Linked DNA regions of Mus musculus: regions 1 and 2 are each linked to region 3. A link is a contact called in public Hi-C and HiChIP or PLAC-seq data. All regions are on one chromosome and are shown on one strand. Each heading gives the region's core, a stretch centred on a gene start, on an enhancer-like site or on the middle of the called end of the contact. The rest is flanking DNA. Distances are from core to core; before and after follow the strand shown.

Region 1 (2,700 bases), core at 12-2,511, 63 kb after region 3:
GAAGTGTAAGCCGAATAAACCCTTTCCTCCCCAACTTGCTTCTTGGTCATGATGTTTGTGCAGGAATAGAAACCCTGACTAAGACACATACCAACTGCCGTTGCATAATATCAGAAACTAAGTTCCCTGCTGCCCCTGGGCCTTTGCACAGTCTAGCCCTTCTGTGTGGTACCATGCTCCATCATTCTGCTCTACACAGAGAGATGGCTTGCTTGCCCAGTCAGACACCCTGTGTCCAGATTACAGCCTAAGGAGATGGCTAAAAAGAAACTCAAGAGAATAAAAATAGCCACTTCTCAGCCACCCTTCCCTGCTCCAGAAAACCCCCTCTTCTGAAAGAAACCCAAAGCTTTGATTGTTTTATTTGACCACAGGAACACTACTGGGCAGCAAGGGGGTTGGGGAATGGCACCTTCAGTCCTCTTGGGGCTATTTTGTTAACATCTGTGGCCCACAGTTGCTCAGGAAGTGTGTGTCCAACAAGTCAATCCACTGAACAAATGTTTGCAAAGCACCTTCAGTGGTTTTGACACTGTTCTAGGCACTGGTTAGGCCTGTACCAGAAGGAAAAGGCCAGTGTGAAGCAAATTTAACAGACCCCATGTCTAGAAGTGATGTATGCTTGCCTTGAAATGACATATTGCAGCGATGGTGACAGTGTCAGGGTAAGATGGGCTGCTCCCAGATAAAGCCTATCTGACCAGGTTCCATTCTAGAAAGGGCCGGATAAAGGGGGAAATTGGAGAGACAAAGTATCCCAAGGGGGAGGCCCGAGCCAAGATTCTGGGGTAGAGACTTGCTGGAGGAACAAGCTTGGGCTGGGAGAGGAAGGGCGAGCTAAACTAAGGCAGTGGGGAGGCTTAAGGGTGAGTCCTTCGAAATCCAAGCCTTGACTGGGACTGCAAAGAGACAGCGTAGGGATGACGTGAAAAGGTCATCTAGGATCCAGATATCATAGGCAGCGAGTCCGGGGGCAGATGGAGCTCTCTGAGGCCAACTTTGCTCCCCACGCTGTGTAACGGTACCGATTCTTTTCCCCTGCTTGTTATCATCAACGTGAGGCTTGCCCGGTCCCAGAAGTAAGAGCCATATGTTGGTGGCAGGGTTTGTTTGCAGCATGGTCCTGTTTGTTGGGATCAGTGGTGTCTGACTCCCTTGAAGCCACCTTCCCTCCCCCCCCCACCCCAAGCCCCGGTGATGGGGTGACTGATGACAGAGTAGCTTGGATTGCATCAGCATGCTTCCGTAAGTGACAGCCCTTGCTCTCTCCTGGACTTTGACACCTGCAACCTGGCCCGGTGCCAGGTGTGAGTAAATTGGGCCCTGGGTTCCTGTGGCTGTTTCTATTCACACGGCAGCTGCTTTCCTTAGTGACTGTGCTCTGTGAGCCCGATCCCCAGTGGTGCCACTCAGCGCTTTCTTTCAGATGCCAAGGGAGAAACATCCTGTCCCCTCAGCAGCGAGCAGGGGCCTCTGCTAAGTCCCCACCCTGTTTCCTTGCGTGCTCATTACCGAGTGGTGCGAGAAAGTCTTTGCATATTTCATTAGTGAGGATTTTGAACTTCAAGTGGTTGGAAACCCCAACGAGTCTAAATCAAGAAGATGAATGTATTTCTGCAGATCTCCCAAAAGGCCAGGCAGGCCTCTGCTATGGCCCAGTTGATCTAAGAACTCAGTGATGGCATTAAAAGTTGGTCTTATTCCCTCCATGTTGACTTTCTTCTGGGAATGTCTATTCTTCAGGTGTAGTGAGACACAAGGATAAGCCAACACCCGTACTACACCAGTCACCCGGACTTGCTTTAGAACATTTCTAGTCCGAGTCTCACAATTGACTCTTCCTGGCTCACATGGGTTCCTCTACCCAAATCTAACACAATCCTATTGTCCAAGGCAAGTCACCATTTATCCACCTGCCCAGCCCTTGAGCCAACCCAGAAGGTGACCAGTGGGATGCTCTATGCCCAGCAAGATGAAAAGGGCAACTTCTCCAAAAAGGCTGGAGTGGAATTGCCAGCCTTTGTGTAGGTGAAGCCAAGCAAGCATCAGGGGTTGGATGTTGTCTTAGCTAATCTGCAGAGAATCAAACCATGGTGTGTTCCCACTCTGCAGATGGGAAATGAGGCCCTGGGATTCACTCAGTCAACCTGAGCATCTGATCCTACGGCCAGGCCGAGTTCACATCCATCTCTCAGGTCCACTGGCTGAGTCTCTCTGCACTTAACAGAGGGAGAAAGGACACAGACAGAGACAAGACAGCCCTTGATGCCTCCTGCCTGAGGCATCCCACGAGCATGGGCTTGCACTTTATTTTGCTGTCTTTAGCTAACTTTCCACACCAGTTTTCTGGGCAATCCAATGGTGGTAGAAAGTGAGCCCCAGAAAGAACAGAATAGAACATTCTGAAATTACCTCGTGTGGAAATGTGCCGTGCAGAACAGTCCCCAGAAGGAGGGGAAACCCATATGCCCAGAAGAGTCACTTACATAAATGTATGGAGGCGTATTTTAAAAGCATGTATATTCATACCCTCTGGATATATATATAAATATAGGTATTTATCCCTCTGAAGAATCATAAGCATCAAGTGACTCAAATATTAATTACCATCTCTTCATGGAGGGAAAATATTTTCCATCTATCTTGCTCATTGTATGACCATTTTGGGGCCTCTCTGTGCAGGCCACTGAAGCCTCTGTG
Region 2 (2,700 bases), core at 99-2,598, 43 kb before region 3:
ACATACATGCATATATGTGTGTGTGAATGTGTGTATCTGCATGTGTGTGTGCATGTATGCAGAAGTCAGATTGATCTCAGGTGAATGTATATATACATATACATACACATACATGCATATATGTGTGTGTGAATGTGTGTATCTGCATGTGTGTGTGCATGTATGCAGAAGTCAGATTGATCTCAGGTGAATGTATATATACATATACATACACATACATGCATATATGTGTGTGTGAATGTGTGTATCTGCATGTGTGTGTGCATGTATGCAGAAGTCAGATTGATCTCAGGTATGGTTCTTCAGGGCTTGTCCACCTTAATATGGAGGCAGGATCTCATACTGACCTGGAATGACCAGTTAGGCTGTATTTGCTGGCCAGTGGGGCCCCAGAGCTCCGCCTACCTCTCCCCCTCTCAGAGCTGCAGTCACAAGCACAAGTCTTGTTTTATCCTGTGAATTCTGGGGCTTGGACTCAGGCTTTTGGGCTTGAGTGGCAAGCACTCACTGGTCCAGCCATCCTCCTGGCCCTCACGCCTTCAAACCTTTGCTTCTTCACTCTCAAGGCTAAAATGGGAGGGGAAAGGAGAGGCGGATAGGGGAGGGGAATGAAAGGAGGGGAGGGGAGGAAAAGGAAGAGAGGGGGGAGGGGAAGGGAGGGATTAACAGAGTGATTAAGGTCTACTTCTCTTGTGGAGTTGGAATTCCAGCACCCATACAGGGCAGCTCACGTCTGCCTGTATCTCCAATTCCAAGGAATCTGACCCCTTCCCCCAGGCATCGTGGGCACCCACCCCTCAGCATGCACACACATGTACAAATACACACGTACGTAAGAGAAAGAGTGGCGAGAGAAAGGGAGCGAGGAAGAAGGGAAGGTCATGAGCAGGAAGGAAGGAAGGAAGGAAGGAAGGAAGGAAGGAAGGAAGGAAGGAAGGAAAAGGAGAAAGAGGAAACAACTGAGGGGCAAAGGTTAGTAAGAATTGGGGTTAAATCTTGAGCCCCAAATTGTTAGCATGGCCTTTTTGCAGTGGGCAGAGCTCCTGATGGAGCAGACCAGGCTCTCTGAGTGCACCACGTCCTCTGAGTTCACTCTGCCCTGATCAGTCGGAGGATTCCCGCCAAGAGATTTTTCTTTTCTTTCAATCCTGTTGAATCCCATCCTCATCTTGGACTTCTCAGGAAGTCAGGTGGCAGGTTAGGGGGTGAGGATGGGGGGCAGTACTTGGCTCCTCCATGTTCTGCCAGCCCCAGCCCTGTGGCAGCAAGCTCTGTTTGAATCCATCCTTGGGTGGTTTTTACCTGACAGGTCTCAACAAAATGTCACCTGACCTCAGGGTAACCTTCATGACTCACCTTCCCCTAACATCCACCTTGGCGGTTCCAAAATTGGAAACCGTCATAACTCTGCCCTGTGTTTGTCTCTCTCTTCTCTCCCTGAAGTATGAGACCATCTTCAGTGGTCTCAACCACATGGTAAGTTCACATAGTAGGCAGTACGTAGTCCCTCGTAGGCACTTGGCCACTGTTTCCAGCCTTGCTGTTTCTCAGTGATTCCGATACAAACCACCCCAACCTTAGTGCATCAGACGTCATTACACTTTCCATTTCTCCCTTGTAAGTTCAGCTCCAAAACGCTTTAGTTACCTTTCTGCCCCAACCAGTTCCCAGCCCTGGAAACTGCAGTTCTGTCCCATCCAATCGCAGAAAAGACAAACGGTGGGTGAATACCTGAACAGCCAAGGCCAGCCATTCTCTCTGTGTGAGTCACCTCAAGGAAACTCAGAACCCGCAGAGTGGAAAACACCCCGTGACTGGGTGCAGTATTCTAATCCGATGTGGTTTAGTTTGAGCCTTAGAGTGGCTCTGACTTCTCCCCGTAGGTGACATCCCGCATTCAGTCAGGGCTCCCTGCCTTCTGTGTGAGACCTGAGCTTGGTGATGCTCCTTCCTTTTCTGCTCAGTCATTCTCAGTGCTGAGCTCTGGCTTTAAGTGAGAAGAGCCTTTACCGAGCGAGGTGCAGTTGTTGGGTGCTGTGTCCCAGATGTCATGGAGGATACCCCAGCAAGACTTTGAAAGAAGTAATTTTGGTGTTGACACTCATTTCTACCGGGGCATAGGAAGCTCAAATCTGTGGATGTTATTTTCCTGCCTTTAAGAGGTTAGAGATCACTGGGAAAGCCACGTTTGTTTCTTTAAAGCCAGAGAAAAATGGTGATGATGATGATGATGACGATGATGATGATGATGGGGTAGAGCTGACCTTGGAGGCCTTTGCTACCCTGGGATAAAAGGTCCATGAAGTTCACAGATCTCTAAAGTCAATATCCTACGCTCCTATGCTGCCTGCTGTTCTTTGACCTTCTGTGACTCAGCCACCTGGGAGGTCCCCGCCTTGCTGGGAAGATTAGATGTTGGCTTTGGGCTATTTTGAAGCTGCCTTCGCCGTGACCTGTTAGCTTTGTTCACAAGGCGGTCTGTGGTCTGTGGAGGTTGGCTGATCAATGTTTTCTGTGTCTACGACTGCACGGCTTAGACTTGCAGAGACACTTGGGTTTTTGTGCTTTTGGGTGGAGTCCCTCTATCCTGCCCGCCCACAACTCCTACTCTCTGGTATCAAGTCCAACCCATCTTCAAAGCAGAGAGTTTTAAAGTCAGGGCATATCAGAACTCGGACTGCTTACATTGCTTCAGACCAC
Region 3 (2,700 bases), core at 58-2,557:
TGTCTCAGGCCTATCAGCCCAGCTACTCAGGAGCCTGAGACCAGAAGATCCCAAGTTTGAAGACCTATCTAAGAATGAGTTCAAGGTCAGCCTGAATAACTTAGCAAGACCTCTGTCTCAACATTTAAGAAAAAAATGAAGAGGATCAGAAACATAGTTTAGTGATAGACTGCCTGCCCAGCATGTATGATGCCTTGCCTACCCAGCATGTATGATGCCTTGCCTACCCAGCATGCATTATGCCTTGCCTACCCAGCATGCATTGTGCCTTGCCTGTCCAGCATGTATGATGTCTTGCCTGCCCAGTATGTACGGTGCCCTGAGTTCAATGCCCAGTATCAGGTTCATTAGGCTCCTAGCTCTACCTCCTTCCGCTGCCTTCCCACTTGTCATTGACTTTCTACCCAACTGGAAGGAAGGAAAGCGTCTTCAGGACAGGGTCATCCTGTTCACACGTGCTGAAAGGTACCTACCTCCCCGTGTGCAGTGGTACCCAGGGAGACCGGGTTCAGCTACAATAGACTCTCCAGAATGGACTCCTCTTTCAGCCCCAAAACAACACTCAGTTTTAACCAATCCGGGCCACTCTGAAGTTGTACTCCCAGCATGCCCTGCTTCCTCTTCATTTATTGCACTATTGGGGGTGGAGCTCTATGTTTTCTGTTTGGCACCATTGGGAGATAGAATACGATAAACGAGGGCACAACTCCCTAAGAACTTATACTCTAGTGAGATCTGAGGCAATTACCCAAAGAGCGAGCTGTGCACAGCATCCACCTTCCTTGATGAGCCCAGCGGAGAAAGCAAATAGAGAAAGGTGGACATCAAATTTTCAGCAAGGTAGACCTCTGGGAAGTGACTGAACACCACCAGGGGGCAAGTTGTTTCAGATGTTGTTCCTCTCACCCTTGATAACAGCCACAATCTGGACTTCCCCACTCTCTGTCACTGTGGTGACTGTATAACAGGTGCACCATAGGTGCTCAATAAATATCAGCATTGGAAGGAAACACAATGAAGGTTATGTAATTAGTCTGCCCAGGAAGCAGAAGTTTAAAAAAAAATCCCAATACTCCAAGAAGGTGGAAGTTAAAGCAATGTGAACTTACATAGTGAGAGGAGGTTATTTGCTGGAGAACAGGTTGAGACTGGATATAGTCCCATCCCCCTAATCTGTCTCCCAAGCAAACCTAGATTGTCCCCTTCTAATCTCCAACTCTAACTGTCTCCAACTCTGCCAGAGCCCCGCCCCCTTCCTTCCCACTCCCCCTTTTCTTCCTCTTGGAGGGGCATCTAGACAGGCGGACACTCCACTGCCCCAGTGAGGAGGAGGTGGGTGCCTCCAGGGCTGCAGCCAAGCCGGCTGGGTCCTCTTTCTCCAGCTCCTCTCCCAGGCGGGACACTGTCCCTTTAATAGACTCCCTCTGCCTGGCGCTCTGCGGCTGGGGAGTAAATTTCTCCCTGTCATCAGGTCGCAGGGAGAAGAGGAGGAGTTTGTTAATGTTCAGTTTGTTCAGCCGGGATCGATGTTTGCTGGCATCGCCTCGCCCTGTCTTGTGTGTGTGTGAGTGTGTGTGTGTGTGTGTGTGTGTGTGTGTGTGTGTGTGTGTGTGTGTGTAAGAGAGAGCATATGTGGGGAGTGTGAGTGTAAGTGTGTGTGTGTGTGTGTGTGTGTGTGTAAGCGAGAGTGCTTGTGTGTGAGAGCGAGCGTGCGTGTGCGTATGTGTGGTGTGTGTGTGTGTGTGTGTGTGTGTGTGTGTGTGTGTGTGTGTGTGTGTGTGAGTGAATTCCAGATTTTCTGTCTTTCCCAAACCCGCTCCTGTCCTCTCGCATATCACTCACAGACGGGGATCTGACAGCAACAACAAACCTACAGTGAGTGATCTCTCCCCAGCGCGAATCCGCCATCAAGATCAGGGAAGAGGAGGAGGAGGAAGAAGAGGAAGAGGAGGAGGAAGAGGAGGAGGAGGAGGAGGAGAAGGAGGAGAAGGAGAAGGAGGAGAAGGAGGAGGTGGTAAAGGAAGAGGAGGTGGAGGAAGAGGAGGAAGAAGAGGAGGAGGGAAAGAGAAGGAAGAAGAAAAAGAAGAAATCCACTGTCTTCCCGGGATTGTTTCCCCCCTTATCTTTAAGCGCGAGTGTGCGCGTGGCGCGTGTGCGCCCCTCATCCCTGCCATCTGAACCCCGTCTTGGATGTTTAATAAAGAAATCAAGTGTCTCACCAGTCACCAAAAAAACAGCAAAAAGCAAAACCAAAAAAAGAAAAAAATCCAAAAGCAAAACAAAAAGAGAGGGGGAAAAAAAACCAAACAAACAAACAAGGCAGAACCAACCTCCACTTGCAAGCAGCAGGCGCGAGCCACATATCTGCCACCCAGAGAGGGGGTCTCCGGCCCCGCGCTGGAGCGCTGGCAGGGGGATCTTCAGGGGGACAGAGGCCGAGTGACGTCCTAGGAGCCACAGAAAGACGAGCGAGACTGCGGCCCCCGCGCGCGGCTCGGGGCTGGGGCGCCAGAAGTGAGACTGGAGCTAAGTAGAGCGATGCCAAGGAGGAAACAGCAGGCACCCAAGCGGGCGGCAGGTAAGAGATGGCTCCGCTCCGGGTGCCCGGCCCCTGAGCCCGGCGCACAGCGGCTCGCCCGCCCGCCCTCCTGGCCTGGGGCTGGCGGGGACGCCACCCCCTGGCGCTTTCAAGAGGGTTAG

What was found. A called contact is a pair of places that touch in the nucleus more often than the background predicts. HiChIP or PLAC-seq counts read pairs in DNA pulled down with a chosen protein or histone mark.
Region 1: a contact with region 3 is called in a Hi-C map of liver, with 2.2 times the contacts expected there. The contact joins the enhancer-like site here to the promoter of Tshz2 in region 3. A contact is called at or near these places in 2 of 39 promoter capture datasets (both in liver), 15 of 484 Hi-C or Micro-C datasets (the N1E-115 cell line, liver, muscle stem cells and 4 more), 2 of 115 datasets of contacts at active chromatin or transcription factors (fetal liver and fibro-adipogenic progenitors) and 3 of 9 other capture datasets (adipose tissue, liver and pancreatic islet).
Region 2: an HNF4G HiChIP or PLAC-seq map of pancreatic cancer cells shows a contact between it and region 3. The contact joins the enhancer-like site here to the promoter of Tshz2 in region 3. A contact is called at or near these places in 3 of 484 Hi-C or Micro-C datasets (the N1E-115 cell line, cranial neural crest and pancreatic cancer cells), 2 of 115 datasets of contacts at active chromatin or transcription factors (pancreatic cancer cells and regulatory T cells) and 3 of 9 other capture datasets (adipose tissue, embryonic stem cells and liver).

The regions. Positions count from the first base shown.
Region 1 is chr2:169,693,905-169,696,604 of GRCm38.p6, forward strand. All of the region lies in intron 1 of Tshz2 (teashirt zinc finger family member 2), which reads left to right. Among named protein-coding and RNA genes, the nearest start is that of Gm34344, 28 kb to the left of the region's middle. Within about 2 kb of position 1,262, at least 41 of the 459 cell types and tissues checked have an H3K27ac peak or open chromatin away from gene starts, as enhancers often do. A contact at or near this core is called in the N1E-115 cell line, liver, neural progenitor cells and 1 more, where this site is marked.
Region 2 is chr2:169,588,158-169,590,857 of GRCm38.p6, forward strand. No RefSeq gene overlaps it. Among named protein-coding and RNA genes, the nearest start is that of Gm34294, 41 kb to the right of the region's middle. Within about 2 kb of position 1,349, at least 28 of the 459 cell types and tissues checked have an H3K27ac peak or open chromatin away from gene starts, as enhancers often do. A contact at or near this core is called in pancreatic cancer cells and regulatory T cells, where this site is marked.
Region 3 is chr2:169,631,202-169,633,901 of GRCm38.p6, forward strand. It overlaps Tshz2 (teashirt zinc finger family member 2), which reads left to right and starts at 1,308. Exons shown (of 2, transcript NM_080455.3): 1 at 1,308-2,578. The coding sequence starts at 2,539.